3 separate regions of the Gossypium arboreum genome follow, and all the other regions are linked to region 3. The links are chromatin contacts, called in public Hi-C maps. All regions are on one chromosome and are shown on one strand. Each heading gives the region's core, a stretch centred on a gene start, on an enhancer-like site or on the middle of the called end of the contact. The rest is flanking DNA. Distances are from core to core; before and after follow the strand shown.

Region 1 (2,700 bases), core at 90-2,589, 410 kb before region 3:
TCAGAATTATCTAAAAATGTTCAGTAAACTCCGGTAATACGTCGTACCTATTCCGGCAATGGATACGGGTAGGGGGTGTTACAAAATGTGCATTTTTAATACATTTTTTTTATAATTTTTGGGATTTTAGTTTTTAGTATATGGTACATGGAATGTCACATCAGTATACTTGTCCGGATGGTACTTCATATGTTATTGTAGATTTTATCAGTCACGTAAGTGTCTATTAATAATCAAATTGATTAATGACAGTTTTCATTATCGGAAGGGCCTAACTAATTTTATTTTAGTAATTGAGAGCTGAATTGATTTTGTTTTAATACTAATAATTTTTAATAAATATTTTTCAATATTCAAAATTTAATAATAAAATAAAAATAATTCAAAAACCAATTTAATAATATAATAAATAATAAAAATTATTTTTATCAATTTAATTTTATTCTAAACTCGTACCTTATATATATTCTAGATAATAGTTCAAATAAATAAAATTTATATGCGTATTATATAACCATAAATATTACATAGAAATAAACAGAAGAAAAATATCACATACAAATTCATATGCATATACGCATCATATAATAATATTAATTATTTAAATATATTATATAATCCAAATACAATATATCTATTAAAACAAACTATATGGATACAATTTTAGATTATATAAAACAAATTTATATTGTGTAAATATGATGCAAAATCATAGTCTACAAATTTATCGTGCCCAAAGTCTTTTATATTGAATTTTCTTGGCCGCCAATGTTGTGAAATTGAAGCATTCAGTTGTTTTGGAATTTCAATATATCTCATAAATAATTCTCAACCTAACAATTCTGTACACAACTTGTTGTATTAAAATTGTTAATTATCTATGTGGTTAAGAATTCAATCATTGTCTTAGATATGGAACAGTTTTAAAATTTATAATAAATATTTATCCATTAATCAACATATAAAATATAGATCATTTATCTCCCAATTATTAAATCTTTCTCATTTAAATGTTGGTCACAATTCCAATTTAATAGTTACATATGAATCTTGATGATTATACATAAAGGATAATATAAAATAGATGCATCATCATCAGCATCGTCTATGAAATTGTACCTTCACCCAACCAATGACTACTTTTTTTAAAATTAAACAACAGGTTGTCCTCCCTTTTTCTGAATAATTATTATTTCTGCTCTGATCCCATACGATACGGTCCAAGATTAGGACCACTCACATTAACCCACGTTGCCATTTACCATTCGCTGTTACAAATCAATTATGCTGACGTCAGCATACCCCCACCTTAAGGCGCTTTAAACTAGTATTAAAGGAGGAAGTAACATCATATCCCATAAACCAAAATAAAACACATCTTTGTTTGGTGTTCTTCTTGGGGGGACTCTCTGTTGGCATCGCAGAGCGGCCTACCTCTTCCTCTTCCTCTTCCTCTACGACAATTAAAACAAGAAATTCAAATCTCTCAATTGTTTTTTTATTCACATCCATATTCATTAAAATCTTAGATTAGATTATTACCACTTTGTGTTTTTCTAATTGCGTTGAATATGGATTATGAATTAAAGAAAGATTGTCACGATGGAATTGTCGTTAATGGCGGAAGCGATGCCCTTTTACTCTCACATGCCAACAGGAACAAGCTCATTATCGATACCGATCCCGGGATTGGTCAGTTTCGCTCCTTTTTATTTATTTACTTTTTCTCTGGTTGGCTGTCAATTTAGTTGCATAAACTAGAATTATAATGAAATAGGAAACAATTTTACTTTTTCAATTTATATTTGTCCTTGGAGTTTTACTTCGGGATAAGCTATAAAGTTTGATTTAAAAAGCTACGTTGACTCTCTCTGTCTATATAGAAAAGTTTTATTCGAGGGGCGTGTGATGAGATCTATATAGGAAAGTTTCGGGTTTTGATATGTATATAATGAAACCGGAAAATTTTTATTAAATTATACAAGGAAGTGAAAACAATATGGAGTGGATTGATTGATTGGCAGGATTAGATATGTAGAGATTTTGTTTGAGTTTGACCCTGAACAATGTATGGATGCGTTTTTCATTTGATTAACAGATGATAGCATGGCGATCTTTATGGCATTTCAAAATCCAGAATATGAGATCTTAGGTTTGACCACCATATTTGGCAATGTCCAAACCGAAGATGCCACTCGTAATGCCTTACTTCTGGTACGTGCTTCTCCTTTCTGGTTTTCATATCATTTGGAATACGTTCATGATTTTATCCTCTTTTCGAGGTGCAAAAGGATAGTGTGAAATCGCAGGGCGTCCTGATGTTCCTGTAGTACAAGGCAGCCCCGAGCCGCTTACGGTAAATGCTTCAGTTTTCCCTTTCCTAAATTACAATGTAATTCCATGGGAATACTAATGGGCCTCGCTGCAATTGTTAACTTGCTTTATTGTGCTTTGATATTCTTCCTTTTTTTTTTTTTTTTTTTTTTGGGGGGCAATTACTATATCTTTTATTTACCATAGCCTAATTGTGGTTGGTTTGTTGGAAAAGGGTGGGAGGCCGAATGTTGCCGACTTTGTTCATGGCTCTGATGGACTGGGGAATATATTCCTATCTCCACCAAAAACTAGCAAATCTGATAAGACTGCCTCTGAATTTTTAGTTGGGAAGGTTTCTGAATATCCTGGTAAAGTATCTATACT
Region 2 (2,700 bases), core at 189-2,688, 350 kb before region 3:
ATATTTCTCGCCATTTACTTTGACTTATATTCTCTTAATTTTTTTATCTAGATTTGTAACATATTTCATGATTTTGGTCCACTTAGTGGTGGTTAAAATGGAGGAATAAACAACTTCATTCCATTAAAATTTTCATTACTTTTCTAATTATTTTCTTTTAAAAATTTATATTTATACTAATTCATCAATTTCAATATATATTGTAATTTTAAATAATTTATATTAATTTTTACAAGTTGTTATAATTTTTAAATAATTTTTATATCATTTTTATAATTATTTGAAAAAATACATTTAGGATGAACTTAGACAACTATTTATCTAGGTTAATCTTGGACATGAATTTTCAAATAATTATTAAAGCTTTTTTATTTTTAAGATTTTTATTTTTAATATTTGTTGACATGGTAGGCAAAAATATTACATCAATATGAAGTATACATGATGCACCATGTATCGCTGCCTATTTATTCTAAGTCACGTCATTATTTAATTGTAGAAATGAATAGAATTTTTAGTAAAAAGACTAATTTTAATTTTAATCTAAGTACATAAATTAATTTATCTATTTTTTAATTGAGGAACCCAATCATTGAAAGTAGAGGGAGGAAATTCATATTTTAAGCTAATTGCCAATAGGGGCGAGCGTTCGATATAATCGAGTGAAAAAATTTCGAGTTAGTTGAGTAGACGAATTTTATTTTATCATCCTAACTTGATTTGAAATTTTTTCGAATCGATTAGTGTGAAATGAAATTCAAGTCAAATCGAATCGAGTGAAATTGTTCGATTTAAATTAAAAAATTAAACATGTCAAATTAAAATCTTGTTACAATATAACTAATTACATGTTAGAGCACGTAAAATTGAAACTATATATATTTGAATTTTTTTCAAAGAAAAAATATTTTAATATGATAAACTTGAATAATTAATTAAGTTATTTAAATTCCCAAAATTATTATTTTAGAACATTTTTAAAATTTTAATGTTGTTTATATATTTTTTAAATATAAATTTTAAAATTTTTATAAATATTTTGAATTTATTTTGTAATTTTTGTTGACAATGAGGTCAATTGTTTACTTTTAAAATTGACATGGATCATAATATTATTTATATTAATCTATTATTTAAATTATAAAATTCAACTCAATTCAAATTTAAAATTTAAAATACAAATTAAATCAAGTTTTAATCATCCTAATTTTCTACCAATATCCAAAGAAAAGGCTGACTTCTCATATTTGGAGGACAGTTTTTTTTTTTTTGGTTGGATGAAATAAAGAAACATTGAGTAATATGATTTGAAATTTTCTTTTTGGTTATTTGAAAGATGTTATTTTTCAAATTAATATGAAAATATAATTGACGACGACTTTATTGAAATTTGACCAACCGCTTAAATGGAAAAGCGTTACCCTCCTCCCACTATATAAAGTGTTGAGATTCCCGGTTACCCTACAAACAATAAACCCGTTCCTCTTCTTCCCTCTCTCTTGTTTGTCTAAAAACAGTTGCTTCCCTGCTTAATTTCGTTGTCATGGACACTCCCACCCCTCTCTTCTCCTTGCTTTGTTTCTTCCTCTTCTCCCTCTTCTTAGGTAACACCAAACAACCCTTTGCTTCATTATACATGTGGCCTGGAACTGGAAGAGTTTTTTATTTTTTTATTTTTTTATCTTTAATCTTTTTGATTTCTGTGAATGAATTATGTAGGTGAGGAGCAACATGTTGTTGAAGGGTCAAGGGTGTGGACCTTTGGTTTCAGACCCAAGATGTTGTTTGTGTTCGGGGATTCCTACGCTGATACAGGGAACAACAGGAAAGCTTTGGCAAGTTCCTGGAAACTTCCTTATGGAATTACATTCCCCGGGAAACCTGCTGGCCGTTTCTCTGATGGTCGTGTTTTGACTGATTTCATCGGTACCCCTCTCTCTCTCTCTATCCTTTTTAGGATAAAAAATGATAGTGTTCATCTTTTCAAGTGTTTTAATTTTTAGCTTTACCTTTAGCTTTAGCTTTGGCTCTTTCTCTTTTGTACAACTAATGGGCTTTGCTTTACTTCTTGTTTATTGTACTACAATTTAATAATATTATATTGAACCTGAGTTATGTGGTGTGGGTTCCTCCTTTTATCTTCTGCCATAATAATTTTGCTTTGTTTTTATACTGATCAGCAGAGTCTGAGTGCCCGACCTCACTCTTTTTCTTCTTCTTTTTTTCTTCCTATTTCTATCCTTTTTGTGAGATCATTTTTCAACTTTTTCACTCGATTCCAAGTATTGTAAACTTTTGATTTCTTCACTATTATTTTAACATTAACCATTCTTTTCAGTGCCTCTTTGCATCCCATTATAAATAATTGCTTCTTTCAACAACCCCTTTTCTTCACTTTCTTACCTCCCCCTTTAATTAAGTTGAATCAATGGAATGTAACTATGATTTACATTTTATACCTTTTAACCTTAGTGTAGCACTCACAATGTATTAAAGCATTAAACTCAAAGTGACAGACAACTCATGACAACAAGGAGCTGTCTTGGAGTAAAGTTTATAATAGTTAACAATTTCTTTTCTAGTTCATCAACTCTAAAAGTAACATTAGGTTTTTTAATCCCATCAACTTTACTATTATGGTGCTTTCCAGCCATAGGATTATGCAGTTTACTGACAATAACTTTCTGAATCATCACAGTA
Region 3 (2,700 bases), core at 78-2,577:
TAACTTGTCTAGCTAACCACATCAGAATTCCAATAAAGACCCAACAGGTTTAGCTAACCACATTTTCCATATCAATGATTATTACTTGTGTTCTAACATTCTAAAATTAGAAAATTTTCTATGGCCACCAGTTTCTTACTAGTTTATCTATGTTCTTCTTCTTCCCGCGTATAATTTAATTCCTTTAAATCCCAGAAATAGAAAAGTGAAATAAAAGCTGACAAAACTACAAAGTGTTCAACATTAAGATATTTTCCACTATTATCTTCAAATTCTTGCATCGCATTTGACATATTAACATCGATAAGATCAAGAATTTAACAGATTATAAGAAAATCAGTAAGTTATTTGAGTGGTTGGTTATATTTAATTAAATATATTAACAGTAAAAGAATTTTTTTCTTACTATTCAAAATGACATTTCCAGCATTCACAATACAGATTCATTTTATCAAATGAAATTTCAAGTATCATGAAAAAAATCAAAATGTATAATTTTGTTTTTGAGCAAAAAGAATTAACTTCTTTTGGTATGTATTATTTCCACATTTTCAATTATGAGCATCACTTTCAAAAGGTAATTTAAATCACTAATTCCGGGCAGACACAGTGAAAAGCCACTAAATAAAAAATATCAGAATTTTTTCTTAAAATAGAATAGAATAGATAAATAAATCGAAAATATCGATAAAACTATCCTTTCAAGTATATATATTGATAAAATTAGATTGATTCACCAACCTCAGCGAGATCCGAAACGGATTGAACCGGGTTCGAACCGACGCCAGAAGGCGGTGACTCAGTACTGATACTGGCTCGCTTCCTCAGTCTCCTCCCTTTGCATCCCCATTTGGCGCCAAATTCAGCGGAGACGGAAACAGCAACCCGCTTCTTCGAATGCGCCAAGGCGGCCAATATCTCTGCCGCTTCCATATCCATCCGATCCGCCGCCAACGCATCCTCTGCCGCATCTGCCGTTGGCGAAGCGCACGAGCTCGAAAGTAAGCCTCTCCCTAATTCCATCCCAAAGAGGGAAAAACGAAACAAAAATTCAAAAACTAAGGGAAAAAGAAAATCAAAAGAGAGGAAACAGAACACATTCAACTTCTTTGTAAGGAAACTAACCAAAAAGGAAAAGGTCTCTTACAAGTCTCTGCGGCGCCTTGAGGATGTATCTGAGAGTGCCACGTATAAATTTTATGCCACGTAGACGATCAAGTGACTCGTGTGTGGGGTCCAGCACGTGCGAGTGAATGGAATTAAAGAAGCAGAAATTGGCATCCGACACGCAGATGTAGTGAGTAAATACCACGTGGGATTTTGTCATTTGGGGTTCTACGTGGGAATGGGAGGACCAGGTAAAATTAAAACCTTCAGGATTTAATTTCACCTCTTCTACTGATTTTTGGGGTAAAAACTGGAAATCATTATTTCTGTAAAACTGTAAAAAACAGTACCTTGCTGTCAAAATTAATTAGATGTGGTAAAACACACTCAGTTGGAATGTTTGTTGGTGTTTGATAAAATCAAAATTCGTAATAATTAAATTGATCTAAATTTGAAATAATTCAATATTAAACTATTTCGAGTTTAACATAAATTTGAGCTCGACTTTAAAATAAATTTAATATAAAATTTGAAAAACACATATTTCTAATTAACATAATTATACGAGAATATTTAAGACGAAAATATTATATAATAATACAATATATTAATTCAAATATAGTAAATTAAAATTTTTTATTAACATAGAATGTTTTAAATTGATTTTTGTTACATGAAAGTTTTAAAATTTAATAATTTATAATAAAATTATAATAACTGAATGCATGAAGAAATAATTATATATAATTCTAAAATTTTACAAAAAGCTACTGATAGAAACGATAAGAAACTTTTTACTTCTAAAACAGACGAATATTATTAAACATTTAAGTTTGAAATATGGTAACTTTATTAATTATTTAAAAATATTGTATTAGATAATATTATTTTTTAACATTATAGTCAACTTTGTAATTAATAAAAGACAAATAACTTTTACAGTTACAAGTATAAAATTTTCCATAGCAACTTAGAATTTAATTTTGTAAAATTATTTATTTCACATTTATTTAAGTTGTTTCACTGAAAATGACTTTTGGAAAATGATTTCTAAAAAAAATGTTAATATTTTCTGATGGTTGGAAGAATCTGTGTAAAAATGTTAAGAACCAAGTAATGGAAAGCCATCATCTTCTTCATTTTACATTGTTAAGAACCAAAACCACCATTTTAGCTAAGGGGATATTCGGCCAAGCTTCAAACTCATGCATGATATATAATTTTGGCCCGTTTTTAATTATTTCTATGTTTTTTTAATCGTTTTAGTTTAATCTAACTAACCCGGGGGTTAATTCGTAAAAATGTTAAACATTTTGGATTATGCCATTGATGAGTTTGAGGTATTTGTGAAGTTCTATGGTAGATTAATAAGCTTGGTTGAGAAATAGGACAATTTTGTAAAGTAGTTTTTAGTAATTTTAATGTTTAGGGATTGAATTGTTAAAATGGTAAAATTATATGAAATTATTGTGAAAAAATTGATAAATGTGATCTGAATAGGGACTATATAGAAATCGGCTAGATTGTATTTTGCTTAAATATGGTTGATTCGTAAGTTTCGGGTTTAGGGGCTAAATTGCAAAAAGAGTAAAA

Evidence for each region. Hi-C and Micro-C count contacts between places; a contact is called where the count stands out from the background.
Region 1: a Hi-C map of leaf shows a contact between it and region 3, with 4 times the contacts expected there. The contact joins the promoter of LOC108458341 here to the promoter of LOC108458699 in region 3. A contact is called at or near these places in 2 of 5 Hi-C or Micro-C datasets (both in leaf).
Region 2: a Hi-C map of leaf shows a contact between it and region 3, with 4 times the contacts expected there. The contact joins the promoter of LOC108457962 here to the promoter of LOC108458699 in region 3. A contact is called at or near these places in 2 of 5 Hi-C or Micro-C datasets (both in leaf).

What each region holds. Positions count from the first base shown.
Region 1 is chr4:79,713,158-79,715,857 of ASM2569848v2, reverse strand. LOC108458341 (uridine nucleosidase 1-like) reads left to right here and starts at 1,339. Exons shown (of 9, transcript XM_017757697.2): 1 at 1,339-1,692; 2 at 2,099-2,214; 3 at 2,297-2,356; 4 at 2,549-2,700. The coding sequence starts at 1,572.
Region 2 is chr4:79,658,470-79,661,169 of ASM2569848v2, reverse strand. LOC108457962 (GDSL esterase/lipase At5g03610-like) reads left to right here and starts at 1,438. Exons shown (of 5, transcript XM_017757184.2): 1 at 1,438-1,604; 2 at 1,720-1,926. The coding sequence starts at 1,544.
Region 3 is chr4:79,306,188-79,308,887 of ASM2569848v2, reverse strand. LOC108458699 reads right to left here and starts at 1,327. Exons shown (of 9, transcript XM_017758101.2): 1 at 1,126-1,327; 2 at 742-1,013. The coding sequence starts at 1,327.